Linked DNA regions of Ovis aries: region 1 is linked to region 2. Evidence: chromatin contacts called from public Hi-C data. All regions are on one chromosome and are shown on one strand. Each heading gives the region's core, a stretch centred on a gene start, on an enhancer-like site or on the middle of the called end of the contact. The rest is flanking DNA. Distances are from core to core; before and after follow the strand shown.

Region 1 (3,527 bases), core at 64-2,563, 170 kb after region 2:
ATTTACAGGGAGAAATAATAAACAATTGTCAGTAAAGCAATTGCTTTAAAATTTGAAAAGCTTTGTCACCATCATCGTCATCACCATTATCATGTGTCGAAGATTGGGAAGTGTCGTTGGGTGTTGTAATTTATATTATCCCTGACCCTCAGAGGAACCCACAAGATAAGCTTTATCTTTGTCATTTTACAATGAGAAACATGAAGCTGAGAGGAAGGTTAAATGATTTGGTCAAACTCCCATGGCTAGTCAGTAGTCGACCCAGGGTTTATTCAAAATATCTGGCACAAAAGTTAATGTTCCTTTGATATGACTTACTGGTGATTCCCAAGCCAGACCCAGGTCATGTACCCCCTGGATATATGCACAAACCACCCTGTCTTTGTGATGAAAGTCATAAAGTTAGAGGAAGAAAAAAATTTAAAGGCAGCAGTAATAAGTTGGTTCAGTCTTTTTGTTTTTTTATTCCAGCATGCCCTTAATTCCCTATGCCATTAATTCACTATTTCCCTATGAACTTACTGCCATAATTAGTCCATTGTTGAATACCTTAAATAGTTAGGAATATTCTCCTATATTTTAAGCCAAATACAATAACTTCTTGTTTGGAGCCAAATTGTATATGGCTAAGCACTTTTCTTTTTGAGCACCTCCTCTGAAATGACAAGAGTAGATAGGACCCTTTGTATAGCTGCAACCATCACCTCTACCACCTTGTCTTTTGGTCGTGTAAGCCCAATAGCTGCCTTCCTTCCTTTTTCTTTTTTAATTCTGCTGATACAACATGAGTTTCCATGTGCTTTTCTGTAAATTCGTCAAGTTGATTCATTGAGTTTCCTGTCAAATCAGCTCCAGAGTAGTGAATCCAGGCTACTCTTACGCCAGTTTTTAGTCTTTCTTGACTTACATATTTGAACAGTTGCGTGTGTTTGTTTTTTTACTCTAACATCAGGACACTACATTTATCCTCCTCGTTCTTTATATTCTTTTTGTAATGTTCGCCATCAGTTGCCATTATTCTGTATCCTAAGTTCAGGTTCTTCAAGACCAGATATTGTTCCTCCATGTTATCTAGATAACCAGCTTTTTTTGGTTTTTGTTGTTTTTTTTTTTTCAAATTTCCATTTCTCTTAAGTTAGTCAGCAGGAAGAAATAATGAATTTACCAAGTCCTTTGGTCTTTTGCCCAGGACTTTCACAGTCACTGGAAGTTGTCTATATTACTTGGTAAAGTTATTCATCTCTACAAGATTCAGTAAAAGTGGTTAGTGGAGTATGATACACTTTCTAGACACACTCTCAGTCACTTCTTGGCATGTACATTTGAATGAGGTAACCTTCTAAAAAGCTTGTGCTGTCCCTGTGAGTCATCATTAACCATACTGGTCCCTTTCTCTAAATGCTGTAGCATATTACAAGGACTCTTCAGTGCCTAATTATCAATTATCACATACATCTTTAAAAGCCTTAGATTACCTACTAAGATAAGCCTCGTTTTTGCATTATGCTGCTCATTAATGTTCAGTACTTCTTATGTATTACTCACCTCTTGAGTTTCTAGCCTTCTCAACTTTATTATTGGATTCTCTTCTTCTCCCAGCTTCGTTCCTTCCTCTGTTTTTACTACTTTTCTCTTTTACTACTTTTCTCTTTTTTCTCCTTCTTCCATTTCCCTTTCCCTATTCTCTCTCCCACCCAGCACTCCCCTCCTACCAAAGAAATGTCCAGAAGTCGTGCTCTGAGCCAGAAGCTGCTTATGCCCAGGAGAGCTTCTTAGATCACTCGGAGAAGGTGCTCCTCCTCAGCGAGTGTTCACTCAGTTGCGTGACCTTCCAGCTCAGGGTAGTTTTAGACGCACACTGCGCCGAACTGTGGCTACTGGACACGTAAATGGGTCTAGTGCCGCATGTTGAAGTGATAATATTCTAGATATACTGGATGAAATAAAATATTAAAATTAGTATCCTCTGGTTACCTGTTTTTCAGTGTGGCCACTGGAAAACTTGAAATTACATATGTGCTTTGAATTCTATTCCTACTAGACAGCTATTTTAGACACTCTAAAAGGAAATACATAAAGAGATTCATTAGCACAAAGAAAAAGAGGAAAATGAATTATACATGAAGAAATAATAAAATGCATAGCATTCTGGAGCCATTTTGGATGGGCACATGTCAATATACCCAGAGCGCTTTGTTACATTATTGCGCAGTCTGGTGGAGGTTGAACATAATCAACCCTGATTTGTCAAGAAAGGTTAAATTATGTTTGGAATAATCCATTTTTGAATGCATAGAAGTGTTTAATGTATTTCAGAAAGAAATTCCCTCAAGAGCAGAGGAATTAAAATGCTAAATTAGCAGTTATGTTGAAAACTTGGCTATCTAGAGTGTTTTAGTCCTTGAGTTTTCCAAGAGAATTAATTTTTATGGCTGCAGCTTTTTAATAAGGCTAAGTGGTAATTTTTATGTGAGGGTAGTTGATTAATTTACAGGAGCAGAATAAGCCCCTAAAAGAATAAAAGTACCAAAATATCAAAACCACTTTTTCTTCAGAAATGTTTCTTAATATTTGATAGGAAGTGTTATATTTATATTAAAATTATTTCAAAAAGAATTTATTATTTAAAATTAGTACACAAATTTGAACTCTTCATTCAAGAAGCTTTTGTGTTTAATACCTGCAATCTCTGTCTTTGTTCATCTACATTTAGAAATGGTAGTAAATGTTTCTCAAAGGCAAATTCTACAGTAAAGTTGTGGATAATACAAAACTAAAACCTAATCATGGAAAAACCAATTAATGTTTTGAGCATCATGGAAGGGTCATATGCATGAAGTGATATTATATCACAGGTTAATCTAAGCAGCTTTCTAAACAAGGAAGCTCTGAATAACCATCTACTGAAAAGATAGTAAGATTACAGAAATCTAATTTCTGCTAAGAAATTCATAATAGCACACACAGAAGACATGGAATGTTGACACAGATTTCATTATTATTGATGTCAGTTCAGTTCAGTCGCTCAGTCACGTCTGACTCTTTGCGACCCCGTGAACCACAGCACACCAGGCCTCCTTGTCCATCACCACCTCCCGGAGTCCACCCAAACCTATGTCCATCGAGTCGGTGATGCCATCCCACCATCTCATCCTCTGTTGTCCCCTTCACCTCCCACCTTCAATCTCTCCCAGCATCAGGGTCTTTTCAAATGAGTCAGCTCTTCGCATCAGGTGGCCAAAATATTGGAGTTTCAGCTTCAACATCAGTCCTTCCAATAAATTGTCTTATGTGTGTTTCCGATAGAAATGTCGCTGCCCTGTTTTGCTAGGTGTTTACAGTGAAAAAACTGACAGTAGACAATAAAACTGACACTAAGGGGTCGAGTTAATACATTCCAGATGAGAAAACTAAAATGTACAGTTGTCATGTGGTTTCTTGCCCTCTTACATAGTAGAATATATCCTAGTAAGATAGTAGTTGTAAGATTATCTGAAATTGAACATCTACTTCTATTTCATGGGTTT
Region 2 (3,766 bases), core at 22-2,521:
CAGTCGTGTCCGACTCTGTACGACCCCATAGACGGCAGCCCACCAGGCTCCCCCGTCCCTGGGATTCTCCAGGCAAGAACACTGGAGTGGGTTGCCATTTCCTTCTCCAGGGCTACAGTCCATGGGGTCGCAAAGAGTCGGACATGACCGAGCACGTGGCAGGACCCTTTCTTCATGCCATACAACCCATGCCTACCCAAAGGGTCACTAACCCAGCTTGATCTACACGTCACACACCAAACTTTGAATTTTCATAACATTTGTAGAGCCAACCTTCATCTCACCTCTAAAATCCTTCCAGCATCAGTGTTTTCCAATGAGTTGGCTCTTCATGTCGGGTGGCCAAAGTATTGGAGCAAATAGGAAAATATTACCTATATTTCCAAGTCCTTTACTGTTCTATCACTATAGCAACAATAATGGTAACAGGTAACATATCGGCCCCCTGCCCTCAGGTTGCTCAAAATCAGATGAGTGCACAAAATTCTGTTGGTGAATGGGATAAGTAATATCCCATTACAGCTATGTCTAGATATTTATTTTTCACCCCGCAAAGGCATTTCTGAAAAAAGCAGCAGTTGCAGAGGTGCCTAGTCATTTGGCTGAGAAAAAAAGCAAGCGTATATGCCCCTAATGGCCAGATGTGTTTCTAGACTTTTATTTTCCGTGGGCCACAAGAGTTCAAGCTGCCCATTATGCTTTCCAGCTACAGTCACTCTCTAACTTTCTCTTCTCATTCAGCCCTTTCCTCCTGTCACATGTTTCCCATACCTAAGGATCTCCAAGGAAGAGTTTCTTCATGCTGATAATTAGGGTTGATGTATTCATGGGGCTTTATTTTCCCATCAGATCATCCCATCTGAGGCCAACATTCCTTTTGAAGTCTGGAGAATCTGAAGCTTGGAGGAGCTGAGCAACTCCCAGAGAACAGAGCCTCTGGGAATAAAACTTCAGAATGATCTTAAGATCATTAGCACTCTCTTTCCTCCTTGCTCAAAGAGTATCTCTTTGGAAAATCTTTGGTGGTGAAAGTCATTAATGATCACATATAAAACCCTAATTAATCAAAGTATGAATCCAATTCTTGATGAGCTCTTTTCATCCCCATTAGATTTGGAGTTTGCAGAAATCTGGACTATTTTAGCCCATAACAAAAGGTGGATATATTAAAATGTTGAAGTCTGAATCATTGGTGCTATCTTTTCATTGCATCCAATTCCTGGTGACCTTGCATGAGTCACTGTTCAACACTGAGGATTTCAAATGCAGTCAAAAAGGAGCAATGAATGTTCATCTTTGGCTACCAACTCCTCAAACATGTCATGTGTGAGTCACAGTTGCTCAATCATGTCCAACTTTTTCCAACCCCCACGGACTGTAGCCCGCCAGGCTCCTCTGTCCATGGGATTTCCCAGGCAAGAGTACTGGAGTGGGTTGTCATTCCTTTCTTCAGGGGATCTTCCCAACCCCAGGATCGAACCTGTGTCTCCTGAATTGGCAGGCAGATTCTTTACCACTGAGCCACCTGGGAAGCCTCTCAAAAATGATATGTACCCGTAATATTCAGTATTCAGTTAGTTCTCGTAAATGAGCTAGAAAAATTACATTTTGCCAGGACTGATCTTCTTGTTTCTCTGGCAGACAGCTGCCTAGGAAATGCACTCTGCACTGTTGTTTATTACTTGAGAATCTGCTGTTGTAGAAACACAGGCACATTTACAACACCAAAGAGGGATGGATGGAAACAAAGCGGGGTACAGAAATGAACTCTGTGATTTTCTGTTATTTATTAAAGCTCTCTAAGCATCAGTTTCTTCATCTGTATAATGAAGATAATATTTTCTGCCCATTCTACAGGATGATTATGAAAATCAGTTCATCAATGTATAAGCAGTACATATGAAGTCCCACACTGTGATAGCTAGTTCTGGAAATATAAAAGTATTACTTCTTGACTTCATGACTTTAATGGAAAAATAAAATAATTTATGTAAATGGTTAGAATCTTTACAAATACAAAATAGTAGCAGAGGTTATGGTCCACTCAAAAAGTCAATATTGGACGGGAAGTCAGAGACTCAGCAATCCAGCTGTATCATTTTAAACAAACTGAGTTCCAGAGAGATAAAGGGCTTATGCAAGGATGTACAACTTGAGGATCAAATATTTGTTGTTAGAATATCCCAATATTTAAGGTGTACTATGATTAGTCACTTAATCATGTCCGACTCTTTGCGACCCCATGGACTGAAGCCCACCAGGCTCCTCTGTCCAAGGGATTCTCCAGCAAGAGTACTGGAGTGGGTTGCCATTTCCTCCTCCGGGAGATCTTCCCAACCCATGGATCGAACCCAGGTCTCCTGCATTGCAGGCAGATTCTTTACCATCTGAGCCACCAGGGAAGTCTTTAAGCAGATTCCTAGAAATTCAGTAAGAGCCAGGCTAATCTGCTAAAATGTAAACAGTTCTGTGGGGAAAGCTGAGTACTTTTTTAGAGAAACCACTTAGCTCTGTTGGACACTGCAGGTAAAAGGACAGACTCGGGAGACAGACTGATGGGTTTGGAATTCTGATTCCGTCACTTATTAACTAGTGGCCTTGGGCCTGGGTTATTTAAATTTTCTGTCCCATTTCTTCCTCTGTAATATGAAGATACCAATAGTACCAAACTCCACAGGACCATCAATGAAACTCCGTCAAACTCCACACTGACACAGAGCGTCAATGAATTAATATGTAATGGCCTCAGAGCAAAGTCTGGCAAATGACAAGCTCTCAGGACCTATTATTTATTAATATATTTACATCAACTGGAGGCTCATGTGGGTTACTCTGTTAGTAAGAGAGTTGCCTAGAGAAGGGGTGACTGGGGAAGACAGTCACACTAGACCGAAGGGCTGCGTCCAGAGCAATGATCGCCCTGAATGGACTGTCCCAGCAAACCAACCAGAGCTGCTATAGCCTAAATAGCCGTTAGGCTATTCCTTCCCTTTCGTACAAGTGTCAGCTAACATCCTGAGCATTTCAAGTATTATGTATGCATGAGGACAAGGCTGAGCAGGAGACCATCCTTCTCATCAGCTCAGCTCCTGCAGCATCTCTGGTTCAATTCGAGCAGCCAGTGGTTCGCAGGGAAGAGGCAGCCCCTTTTCTGAAATAAAGGCATTGATCACCCATCATTAGCAATTCATTAGCTTCCTCTGCCTGGTTGGAACTGGCCTGGACTTTGACAGGCAAAGCCTGGAGGCAATGTTCAGTCTACACACTGATCACATGTGATTATATAAGGCTTCTTAACCTCAACAGAACATGACAGGCACTGCTGACTCTAGGTTAGGGTCGCTTAGGGACAATGGCCCATGTTCCAGCCTCACTAGGTGACGGGGCTGTAAGCTAGTCAGTGAAACTGGTGCTGGTGAAGAAGGAACGTGTCGACCCAGAGGTGTGGGCATCTCAAGACAAAGTTGTGTCCACTGCTAGAGGAAATTGGGAACGCCCAGGTCTGTGCTTGGATGGTGACCTGCCTGAGAATTCAGTCGTCCGATTCCCTCCAGGTAAATCCCTTTGATGGAGAGCCAAGCACCCAGCTTCCTCTACATTCCAGACAGCTGCCTCTTCTCACTCAGATTCCAGGCTGCCTGGCTGTCTTCAGATAATTTGACTTCCCACGTAGCTTTCACCACAGGGAGAGAATGTGCTTGAAACAGAGTGTGTCTGATCTCCTGGCCGATTCTACTTGTCGCTGTAAATTAATAAAATGGCATTT

Evidence for each region. Hi-C and Micro-C count contacts between places; a contact is called where the count stands out from the background.
Region 1: a Hi-C map of skin fibroblasts shows a contact between it and region 2, with 4 times the contacts expected there. The contact joins two enhancer-like sites. A contact is called at or near these places in 2 of 16 Hi-C or Micro-C datasets (hypothalamus and skin fibroblasts).

The regions. Positions count from the first base shown.
Region 1 is chr26:24,717,963-24,721,489 of ARS-UI_Ramb_v3.0, forward strand. All of the region lies in intron 3 of TNKS (tankyrase), which reads left to right. Among named protein-coding and RNA genes, the nearest start is that of TNKS, 66 kb to the left of the region's middle. Within about 2 kb of position 1,314, at least 2 of the 54 cell types and tissues checked have an H3K27ac peak or open chromatin away from gene starts, as enhancers often do.
Region 2 is chr26:24,551,115-24,554,880 of ARS-UI_Ramb_v3.0, forward strand. No RefSeq gene overlaps it. Among named protein-coding and RNA genes, the nearest start is that of TNKS, 100 kb to the right of the region's middle. Within about 2 kb of position 1,272, at least 4 of the 54 cell types and tissues checked have an H3K27ac peak or open chromatin away from gene starts, as enhancers often do.